Linked DNA regions of Zea mays: regions 2 and 3 are each linked to region 1. A link is a contact called in public Hi-C data. All regions are on one chromosome and are shown on one strand. The core of a region is the stretch at or near the end of the contact, and the rest is flanking DNA. Distances in the headings are between cores, read along the strand shown.

Evidence for each region. A called contact is a pair of places that touch in the nucleus more often than the background predicts.
Region 2: a Hi-C map of ear shows a contact between it and region 1, with 1.5 times the contacts expected there. The contact joins the promoter of LOC100384528 here to the promoter of LOC100282282 in region 1. A contact is called at or near these places in 2 of 25 Hi-C or Micro-C datasets (ear and leaf).
Region 3: a Hi-C map of tassel shows a contact between it and region 1, with 4 times the contacts expected there. The contact joins the promoter of LOC100382875 here to the promoter of LOC100282282 in region 1. A contact is called at or near these places in 5 of 25 Hi-C or Micro-C datasets (bundle sheath, ear, leaf and 1 more).

The regions. Positions count from the first base shown.
Region 1 is chr8:118,049,877-118,053,825 of Zm-B73-REFERENCE-NAM-5.0, reverse strand. LOC100282282 (ran-binding protein 1) reads right to left here and starts at 1,705. Exons shown (of 4, transcript NM_001155194.1): 1 at 1,371-1,705; 2 at 1,130-1,281; 3 at 902-1,027. The coding sequence starts at 1,549.
Region 2 is chr8:117,806,407-117,810,355 of Zm-B73-REFERENCE-NAM-5.0, reverse strand. LOC100384528 (Vesicle-associated protein 2-2) reads left to right here and starts at 1,622. Exons shown (of 8, transcript NM_001177046.1): 1 at 1,622-1,899; 2 at 3,614-3,684; 3 at 3,909-3,949. The coding sequence starts at 1,845.
Region 3 is chr8:117,863,061-117,867,009 of Zm-B73-REFERENCE-NAM-5.0, reverse strand. It overlaps LOC100382875, which reads left to right and starts at 1,947. Exons shown (of 3, transcript NM_001175567.1): 1 at 1,947-3,399; 2 at 3,539-3,624; 3 at 3,773-3,949. The coding sequence starts at 1,990. The coding sequence ends at 3,595.

The DNA of each region.
Region 1 (3,949 bases), core at 456-2,955:
ACAGAACTACCACTAAGCTGGAGCTGACACAGAGCACACATGAGAACATATTCATAAAGAGGATGTTGGTAAACCAAAGCTGATGTCTATGATTGCCAGTAGGGAACTCATTTAAGTAAAATATGCACCAAAAAAGAAGATATTGAGCAGTTGTAAAAGCCAACCCTTTGAAATATGTAGGAGCATCAATGAAAAGAAAATAATTCGTTAGCACAATGCAAATGCAGAACGGTAGAAAGGTAAGCCTCTTTCAAATGCCACCCACAGATGCATGCCAAATAATTGTTCTCCTTAAAGAGAAGAAAGCGGTACAGCATATATTCTACAGCGGTAGAACTAACAAGCTATCAGAGTATTAGATCCCAAAGTTCCCAAAATCAATATCCAGTGCCAGTTCAGTCACCACGTGTATTAGGACTTACTATTTACAACACAAGAATTCACCATCTTATTATGCATTGAAGCCAGAAAATCAAGCATCTGTCCTTTGGCCACATTCGATTAGTTGCGGAAAACCAAAACCAAACAATGAAGGCAATTTCGTTCCTAAAATGGCTTCTTCAGCATCACTCGGTGGAACAAACTTGAACCATTAAAACGATTAATCAACAAAATAAAGACCTTAAACTCTTCAAAACCTATTTGTTTGGTCATTTTACAGTATTACAGTATCGTAAAGGGCAAGCCATCTAGTAGTTCCAGGCAAACCTACTTTTGGATTTGGTTGGAAGCTTCCCAGGCAGCAATGTCAACCCCAGGCCACCAAAATTGGATGCCTGGGCTCAAACAAAAAAGGCCCTTGAAATTTTATTTTAGAACACTGAGATTATGAAGTTGAACCATTTGGTATCAGACAGATACTTCGGGCTTAACAACCGGGTAAACGAGGTAGAGGACTCACTTTCTACCGAACCAAACCTGATGGCAAACATCTCCTCCTTAAGTTCGCCATCGGCAAAGTCAGCAGCGTGCCAAACACACGACTTGTCGCTGCCCGCATGCTCCTGCATCTTCGTGGTGGAGGCCACTGCATACACAGCGCGGAATAAGAATCCTACTCTTTGGGATCAACCAAAAGCTCGATTAAATAAATTGTGACGGCGAATTTCAAGTAGAGAGGAAGGGATACCGAGGTGGTTCGCGCAGATCTTAAGCGTTTTAGCCTGGCGCATGACTAGGCGGACCTTGCCGGTCTGCTTGTGCTTGAGAAGCTTGACAGCGCCCGTGCCCCGTTCCTTCCATTGGTTACCGTCTTTGTCGAATCGGTACAGCTTCGCCTTCCTGCAAAACCCGAATCAGCACTAAATCGAGCGGGGGCGGCCAACCGCGCGCAGCAATGAACAAGTACATGGGGAGGGAGGGCGCCTCACATGTCGAGCAGGACGTCCTCGTCCTCCTCGCCGGTGGTGACGGCTACCTCCTCAAGCCGCACGATGGGAGCCACCTGGGCGCCCGTGTCCTCCTCCTCCCCCGCGGCGGCGGCGGCTGAGGCGTCCTCCTCCTCCTCACCCGCCTCTGGCCGCTCCACGACAGGCTCCTTGTCCGCCATGAGGTGGGTGATCGCGGCGCGATTCGATTCGAACTTCGAAGAGGATGCGACGGCGGGGCAAGGGAGGAATTCTCCGGAAGCTTTGGGTGCAGGCCTGGCTGCGCCTGCGTGCTAGGGTTTTTGTGCGCGGAGGGGAGACGTATAGCCAGCGAGGATAGGTCACTTTCAGAGAGTGGGGCCCCATGTGCGGCGTGCCCACTGTCGTGCACGCGGTTGGAACTTGCAATTTGCAAACCCTCGCGTAGCCTGTCACTTCCGAACACCAAAAAAATCAGTAGAGTGTACGCCCTTGATTATGGTTTTTATAATAAAACTAGGTGGATGCCCGTGCGTTGCCACGGGAGTTAAAATTTAGTATAAAACATAGATACAGAAATACAAACATCACTATGATATGTTAAATCCATGTGGTAAGACTGTTCCAAATTATAAATATTTTAGTATTTCTAAAGAATCAGTATTGAAGCACACATTGACGACGTCGTCCGTGGCGCCCATGACGCCGTAGTGACACAGCATGTCGCAGAGGCGCGTGTCGCACTGCATGGACGTGGAGATGGCACTGAGGCCAGTTCAAGCTCACTTTCTGGCACACCCTGTTATGCTCCTTGTGTTGGTTGGCCACGCATACCAGCGTCACGGGGAGTTCCAAGGCCTCGAACTCCGTCACCAGCTGCTCCATGGTCAGTTTGGCGGGGCGTCTCACGAGAGTCACGAGCCCCACCACCACGTATGTCGGTTAAGTATGTCGGTAAGCCGATATTCTTAACATAAGAACGTTGATCTATTAAAGTAAGAACGTCGGTTTCTAGCCGACATTTTTCTAGTAGTGGTAGTGGTGCGGTGCCGGGGTGATGAAGTCGTGCGCCATCAGCCACGACACCAAAGGCTCTAAGTTGAAGGGGTGCTTGCCCGTGAGCCGGACAAGCGCCGGGTGGCGCCGCACCCACGCGTCAGATGTATTCGGATTTCTATTGAGTTCAAGTACCCTGTAGTCATTAAATGACAATGAACTTGAAGAGTGTTGCACTAAATTTGCAGACATTTTCTCTCACGATGGTTCATCTGATGTTGAGGTACTTGATCTGATTTCTGAATTAAAGATTTTGAAATTCACTTTGCGAGATCACACATTATGTGCTATGGAGATTAATGATATATGAGTTAAAAGGGTCTCTATGTAAGTTTTTGCCTAGGGCCCCTGAAATCTTAGGAACGGCCCTGAGTTCGTGGTCTCCTCGTGTGTTTAGGCCCCTAATCTCGCGGGAAATGTTGGAGAACGTCTAGAAACGGATCTAAATCTCCCTCTATATATTTGAAGAGATACAATTAATTAAATAAACAACAATCGATCAAACAATAAATATACATTTTAGTAAATATATGTAACTGTACATGTATGTAAAGATACGCACATACTCCACGGTGACGCACACGCATAACGCCGTAAGGGAGGGACTGTGGGAGGCTGGGAGCAGTAAAAACAGCATTTGTTTTTTCTACCCACCACAACCACCTATGCGTATCAGAATCAGTTTCACGATCCCTCCTCATCAACCACACTTCCATTCCCTTCTCAGTTCTCACCGTGCAGGCGTAGTGCTGTGCAGAGGCCTGGACATAAAAGAGAGGCAGCGCAGTTCACTACTACATCCATCCAACCACGCTGTCTTCCTTCCGCCGCGAGGGCTTCCGCTGCAGCGCGATCGCCGCATTCCACCCTCTTCCTTCCTGGAACAGCAGGGCTTTGGCACTCGACTCCTCCACCACAGCTCCAACCAAAGCAAAGCGGTTTTCAAGGTACGGACCGTACCACGCAAAAACCCCAACCGCATTTCCCTTCCCCTATGCTTGCTACTACCCCCGCTTTCTTCCTCGCTGGATCCGCGGACCAGCGCAACCCCGTAAAGCTAGTAGTGCCTTCCGTCGAGTCTGACCGGCATGGTCTCGGATCCTTTTTCTGTTCTGTTTTTTTATTCACTCTGCGTCTTCGACGGACGGATAATCGACCATGCTCCAGCGCTTGTTACTGATGATCAGATTGGTTCGTGTGCTGATGATGCGAGGGCATGATTTTCCCTCATACTCCTACCTGATAACGCGATGTAGCCTTCAGCCATCTATGCACTTATGCAGGGCATTGATTCTGGAAAAAAAAGATCGTCAACAGAACGGGCTCCCTTTTGAACGGAGGGGGAGGGGGGTTTCGTTTCGTTTCCCTTCCTTTTTTCCCACACCGTACGCTGCAGACGGACAGGATGCGCGCGGCGCTCCAGGAGGCTCGGCGGCGGCACGCGCGGGGTGTGGTCGCGGCCGTGGGCCGCGCGGCGGAGGCTCGGCTCCGCGCCGCGGAGGCAGAGCTGGAGCGCGCCCGCCGCCGCGGCGCGGATCTGGAGGAGC
Region 2 (3,949 bases), core at 373-2,872, 240 kb after region 1:
CTTTGATATATGCCACGATTTGTATGGTCTCATCATTGGAGAGCAGGTCCCACACCTGCTGGAAGAAGTTCACGTGTACATCGTCAGTCATCAGGCACGCATCACCATATGTGCTTGCTTAAACAAAAAAGACAAGTGTGTGTGTTTGCAAAGAGAATTACTGTTCATTGCTATCGATCCTCTTCCGCGTCACCTTCGTTGCCGAGACGACGCCATAATCCTTGATATAGTAGTCATCGAACACGCGCGACATGACGAGTACCAATGACTCTTCGCTGGGCTACCAGATGAAGTGCACCCGGGCTCATCAGCGAGGTAGTACACCTGGCCGTTGCACTACCTAATGCGCTACTCCTCTACATACTTCATGTTCGCGGACACTCACACAATGTCAGTAATGGTCGTCGTCCCAGCGCACAAGAATTCATGGCCGATTAGTAGCGACTTACGTGGCAGGTTGGGTTTCAGATGGACGATGAGCTGAACGGCGTGATGACACCGTCGTCGGATGCGGTGCCCAGAACAACCCGAGAGTTGCCGACGTTGGCGACAACCATGAGATCCCCCTGCTTGGCGATGGACAACATGCTGTAGTCGCTCTGGACAGCCGGAGCTTGTCATACACAGCGACACATGCGGTCACGTAGGACTGCTTCCAGAGGTCGAACTGGCAGTCGCCAAGTTTCTTCTCGTCGTCGATGAGCGACGCCAACATGAGCGCCTCCTGCTAGTGGTGTTTGTTCGGGATTTTCAAGTAAGAAACATGGATTCATCCATAATGTTGGTTTATGAAAATGACTCAAAGTCAGATCCATGGAAAAAATATTAAGGAGAATAAGTGCCACGCATGCAAAAAAGAATTTAAGTCGGAAACATTATTCAAACAAAAGAAATTGTATGCAGTGCTCTTCTTTAAATACAGTAACCCTCAATTCAAAAATATAATTCAAGAATCTCGGTGATACTTATCTACTACTACGCATTGTACAATAGTAGCAGGTGAGCTTGGAGAGAGATATAGTAGATGTTTTTCTATCATATATGTAGACACAAACACACATGTGGTGTAGCGGTATCTACTGCTTGTATTTGCTTGAGGGGAATGAGAATGAGCTGTGCGTAGAGGGGAGAATGAGAAACACTTGAGAGGGAGCCTTATAATTTTTTGACTAATTTTATAAAATATGACACTGTTAGAGCATCTTCAACAGACTAGCTAAATGGCTCGCCAAACTAAATTTAATCTATTCAATAGCAAAATAAATCTCCAACATACTAGCTATCTGACTCGTCAAACTATCCGTCTCTCTAAATTGGTTTCATCACTAGCCAAATTTAGCTAGCCACCTGTCTAGTCAAACTAGGTAGATAATCTGTTGGAGTGTAGATGCTACATATATAGTATAATCTTTATGAAAAGGTAAATATAGAGTCAAATAGAGAGCCAAAAATAAAGTGTCTTTTGGAGATGTTTTTATAGTAATTTTTTCTGTATTGCTCTATATTTTAATTTGAGATACCCGTTTGAGATATGGTTGGAGCTCTAGTAGAGAAATTTCTGGCGAAAAAATTGGACATCGATCACGTTGCCATCTCACTAGCCTACATTTCGGCGGCCGCCGAAGGCCCGAAACCGTCGGGCGTCTCAGGGAGGCGCTGACGGGGGACTCGGAGTTGAGGCGCCGGAGTGGCGGCATCCCCCTCCAGTCCCAGTCCACTACTTTCTCTGTTCCTTTCCGAGACAGGCACGCACGACACGCGCTCGCACGCAGAGCAACTGCTTCGATCTCTCCGTGTCCGTCCTCTACTCTCTAGCTAACCGCGGTCGGCCCGGGGAGGTGGCGATGGGCAGCGAGGACATGCTCGTCGAGATCCACCCCCGCGAGCTCCGCTTTCTCGGTACGTGCCCTTCTTCTCGTTCCCTAATCAATCCTCTTCAGGCCAATGAAGGTTCGAGTTCAATAATTCAGTCGCCACGATCCATCCCTGACCTGTCGGGTTGATTTGCCTGATGCATTGGCGTCTGATCGTGGGCGGGTCTGTGATTATCCGCTGGCGCGTTAGTTTTCGGTCGATTTCTCATGACGCTGCAATGCTTGGGTCAGATTGGGTTTTTTGACGGGTGGGTCAGCGTGTTTGCGCCAGGGTTTAACTTTCCATGCTTCGATTTCGATTTGCACCTTAGGATGTACGACGGTCAAGATGATCTTAATACTTGCGATTGCGTGAGGTTTGTGCCAACAAATTTAAGGACCAACCTTGGCATTAGCACTTACATAACATTATTTGTACTTTCATCCGGATCCATCTGTTCTCCAGTCAACATGTGTGCTAGTGTGGTTTAGTAGTTGGGGTGTCAACAAAGTTCGTGTGCTGTCCTTCTGTCAATGGCTCTGAAATTTGGCATGTGGGAATGTGGCATATCTTGTTGATGTATATGCACATGCACATTTGTTGAATTGGTTGCAGCAGTGATATTCTAGATTCCCTGATTGTTTTCTTGCCACTTGTGATGACGTGGAAAAGAGTCAATAAAACATGGTATGCCACATATGGTGCTGTGTGTGTTATATGCGTAAGGATGCAGAATAGGTGAAACACACCAGTTTGTTTGAACTTTCAAGTGACGAAGGAGATTCAGCGAGCTAACAAACAACCTGACTTGTTCTGTACCATGTAGGTTTGGTCCAGGGACCTTTGTCGAAATAGGACAGATCTGAGTTTGTTTCTGTAATTATACTACACAGAAGCAGATTGTGCCTGTGATTGTGTGAAGTTGTGCAAGGCACTAATGAGTCAGTGATCATGTATTTCACAAACAAAATCCTACAGTTTTATCCAACGAGAACAAACTACTTTGTGTTGAGAGTGGACTAATTAAACGGAAACTGCTAAGGTGTTCCGTGCTTGGTTGGTAACAGACTACAATCTGCCTTTCAAAGGTTTGAGGAATCATGGAATCCATATTTCTTCATTAGTTGTTGGAACAGTATGTTTCATCTGCACCTTTGGAGGGTTGAACCAGAATATATCTTACATTGTTTGTACCATGCAAATGAGACAATTTTCTTAACTTGAAATTTTGTTTTGCAGTTTGTACCTTATTTGTGTAACATGTGAGTTACTGATTGTTCATGATCTATTTAAGCATGTCCTAACTCAATCCCAATGAGAACACATAAAAAATTAGGGACTTAGACATTCGTAATGTAGTACCTATGTTAGACTTACTAGTCTTTTTTTTTCTATACAAGAATTTGTATAGTTACTAGTTGTAGGAGAGTGAAACCCTAACCCTAATCCAGGGTTGGGTGTATAATATATATAGCAGTTAGGTGGGCCAAGGGCCAAGCCCATTACGCTGGATTTTAATGAACTGTTCAGTAATTTTATGTTAACATGCTATTCTTTCCTTTGTTATGGATAACATGCTATTCTTCAGAGGGTAGTTAATGTTAACTGGGATATCATATAGTCTATCATCGTACTTTTCTATTGTTATAAATTCTACCATCTGTAGGTTAGTGAATTATAGTCTAAGATCGTAATTCCATATTGTTTCTTATTCTACCACCTGTAAATCAATATTTATCTGACTTTCACTTGTTATCAGTTGAGGTGAAGAAGCAGAGTTCATGTTGTATCCATCTTGTTAATAAGTCAGATCAATATATCGCATTCAAGGTTGGTCTCCAATCTTATGTTATGTATTATGGTTAGTTTGTGCTATGGAGTTAGATTTTTTTTATATTGTTGTTGTAGGGTTAAGTTTGATCAATTATCATTTGATGACACACTACACTATGTGGTTTTTCTTTGGATGAAACAATTTAAGGCCTAATGTTTTTATATATTTTCATTTATACCAATTTCTGTTCTGGTGACTTGGATATTTGAATATGTAACAGGTTAAAACAACTTCTCCAAAAAAATATTGTGTTCGACCAAA
Region 3 (3,949 bases), core at 698-3,197, 190 kb after region 1:
AAAACCGGTTTCGGGTTTGTGTACACCATTATAATAGTTGTATGTTGTATCAGAGGGGTTTATAGTCTTGCGAAATCATACCAACTGAGTTTATAGTGTGGCCACCACTGTGTACTAGAGGGAATGAGACCCATGGTGTTTGAACTGGAAACTCGGTAGTGAAGACGATAACGAGCACCCAAGAGTGGCTACATCAGAGACCCGCTTGCATGTGGGAAAGGACGAAAGTTATCCACATAGTTACCTGACTGGGAGGTTGAACTTTACGTGGATATCTTTGTTAGTTGTGAGGGGCTCCAAAAAGGACAGAGATTGCTTACCCTCTTCTCAATATCTCGGTACAAAAACCAGATTCATCAACGAGAGTTTATATCTCCATCGCCTTTAGTTTTTCATATTTGTACTGTATACCTTGGTTGTGTGCTTTATCTTCACAGATTAGTTGTTAGGCTAATGGATATATCCAGAACTCGTAGCAACACATTTAGTTAAAACCGTAGTTGCACATAGATAGTTTATTTATTGCGTAGGTTACCTTTAATTTGTGAATTAAGTTGACTAATTCACTTCCTCTTGAACGTCAGGTGTAAAAGAAGTTGTGATGGTCTTTATTTAAAAATACGCAAACTCCCTTAAAACTAAAACTAGAATGAGTTTTGAAAATTTAGTGGAATTAATATGGTTATTTTTTTTAAAAAAAACAAAGATTCAGAGCCAGAACCGCGCTTATACCCAACAAAACATTTTCTTGCTAGACAGCATCCTGAAATCGCGTTCAACGTGAGACTATTTTTAGTGTATACTGACCATTCCTGCAAACTTCTTGTCCTCTGGGGCCTGTCCCTTGAGTCTGTCCACCGAATTCGCTCTAATTCGGCATCATGATAATGTTCCTACTTTCCGATTCTGAATGTGAACACAGGGTGATAAATCACGCAGCTTGTTCGCTGCGGCTTGCTGCGGCTGCAATCCGGCTGCGGCTGCGGCTTCTACAGTATTTTTCTCTCTATGGATTGCAGCTGCAGCAGTCCAAACAGCTGCAACAGTGTCGGCTTGTAGCCAGCCGAACACGCCCACGGACTTTTGCTAAACACCTTTGCATTATTGGCGCCACTAGGACGTGATCCAAGTGATGGATTCCCTCACCTTCATGTCTTTCCGAACACTCTTGCGGCCGATAAGATTCCAAAGATCCCACCATTAGCTGAAGCAGTCTTAATCCAAAGACGGAACTGACCTGTTAGTCTGCGACACCTCGCTTGTCTCATGAAGGCAAAGTGATACCAAATATTTATTCATAAAATAGTAGGACTCTAAATAAATTTTAATTTAAAAATGAATATAAATATGATCTGATTTTAATTTGATCCGATTCATAAATCTTGTAATAGACACCGGTAAACATCTCGAACACTTCCTGGTGGGCCCCGCCTTCACCTGCACTTGCATTGCACGACCCTGACACCCAAAAATTTCAAACCATCGCATAATCAGACACGAAAGGACGCCGTCTGCCTGCCTTTACCGAGTTCAATTCTCCCGCTTTGGCGTCGCACGAAAGCAAGCAATCAGACTATCCGCAACCGTTACCTCTAAATTTTTCCCCCTATATCACTTTTCCCCCATATTTTTCCCCCTATTTTTTCATCTCCCGCAGCGGTTCCCCCTAAATACTCCCCCTATACCCCACTACCCCTATAAAATATCATTTTCTATACCAACTATCAATTTTTTATCTACTAACAATTACTCGTGGACCCACAGCACAGTGTTTAGGGTGATGAACAGTGACACGCCAGATTGAGGGGGAGAGAGAGGAGGACGGCGGGCTAGGGGGCAGTGCAGGGGCACCGCTGCGCGCGTGGAGCGCCCCCTGCACGCGCCATGCAAGGGGAGGGGGCAGCGTAGGGGCTGCCGTTGCGCACAGCCTCAGCAGCAGGACAGGCCAACCATACAACACAACCTTCTTCCCCATCTGCTTCAAGCCCCATGGCCGCCGTGGCTTTGAGCTTGGGCAGTGGCAGCGGTGGTAGGAGGAGACGGTCGTGCCGAGCGGCGCGCAGGGGGGACGGAGGAGGGGCAGGGGCAGGGGCAGGCTGCCGCCATTTCCACGTCCACTACCAGTACCACATCCCTCGCCAGGCAGTGTGGGCATCCTCGCCTCCTGCTGTTGCCCCCGTACGGTACCTGCTGATCCTTCCGGTGATTTTCTTGGCGGCGCTTGCCTTTCTCGTGTGCTTCGGCTGGCTCACCCTGGTCTACCTTGCGTCGTCGTCGCTGTGGAGCCGTAGCGTGGACCGCGCCGGCGACGCCAGTGGATTCGCCGGAGAAGACGAACGGGAGGAGAGACCTGTGATGCCTGTGACGGACACGGAGCATGCTGCTGGTCGTTCTGGCGTCTCAGGAGTTTGTGCTGGTGAAGGGAAGACGGAGATAGGAGAGGCTGGAGATGGAATCTCTGAGGAACGTCGGTACGTATCAACCATGGTTTCAACAGGAATCTGTTTCAGCGATGACGAGCGAGCCAGTGATGAGAAGATTGTCAAGGAAGTGATGGTGTTTGAGCCGTGTAAAGCTAAAGCATTTGCCGAGCTGGATGGTTCTTCGGAGGAGGAGGAGCACCAGCTGCTGCTAATGGACATTCCAATAGATTGTTTTCTTGAAGAGGTTATCAACACCAGGCAGTTCAGCATCTCACTCAGTAACGCAACCAAATTACTTGACGCGCTGTCAGTTGGTGAAGTAATTGCTGCAGATACGAAGGAAGTCTCAGATTTGAGTTCAACAGAGATCTGGAAATTCGTTGACAGGCATGATACTGCAGCAGAAAAAATACCAGTTCACGGTGCTGGGGCTGATTTTGTGATTCCGGAGGCAACGTATTCCGCTGATTCAACCCTTCATGGCCTTGAAGATGAGTATGAGAGTGAGATCAAACAAGAACAGAGCCTAGCAGAACTATCAGCTGACACTGTTCCTGGAAATGTCACCGACGAATGGCAAGAAACACAAACTTCGGTTACTGAGCATAACAACAAGCAGGCTGAACCTGAAGCAGCCTCCAGTGAAGGATACAGAAAGCAGGTCGTTGGTGTTTCAGACGAATCTCATGATTCCGTACGTGAAAATATATCTGAAAACGAAGCGGCTTCAAACGCTCCGTTCCATCAAACAAACAGCGATGAAGATACTGAACTCCAAGAAGGCCTTTTCCCGAACAAGCGAGCGGAGGCGTCAACGTCTGCGTCTGCTGTCTGCGATTTTGCCGACAACCATTGGCGAACAGCAGAAGAACTTGCTGGCTCTGCGGATGAAGGAAACGTTCACGGAGAGGGGAGGACTTCAGTCCTTGAAACGGCACAAGACGGGGATGAGGACAGAGACAATCATGTCTCCATGGTTAGTGCAGAACGACATGTACTTCTAGCCAAAAAAATTTTTTGTGCGAACTAGGTGTATTGTAGCAGAGCTTTTCGCGGGCTCATGTTTCAACTTTCAACTGAATTTGGAAGGGGGCGCCACGCCCACGCCCACGCAGGTTGCCGCTCGTTCGGAGGTCCCCAGCACCGTGGTGGAGCTTTTGTGGAGTTCTTGATGCGTTTGCAGGCGGTGAAGACTGACAAGGTGAGAAGTTGGTCCCCTCTCTGTCTCTGCAAATTTTATCCTCTGTGGTCATTTATCTTATGGTACCAGACTTCGTTTACCGTACTAACTACGTCACATTTTTATTTCAGGACTCATCCTAATCTGGTATCAGCTTTTGTTTACACAGATTTCCAGATGTCGTCAGTCCACACGGGAGTATTAGGCCTTCTAAAATTTCAAAAAAAAAACCTAATGCTCACCCCATTCTGCTACCCACAATGTACCTCAGGGCCTGAGGTTTTATCCACAATGTGCAGTGGCTTTGACCATTTGTTTTTTCTCTCTCTCTCATTACTTTCCTTCA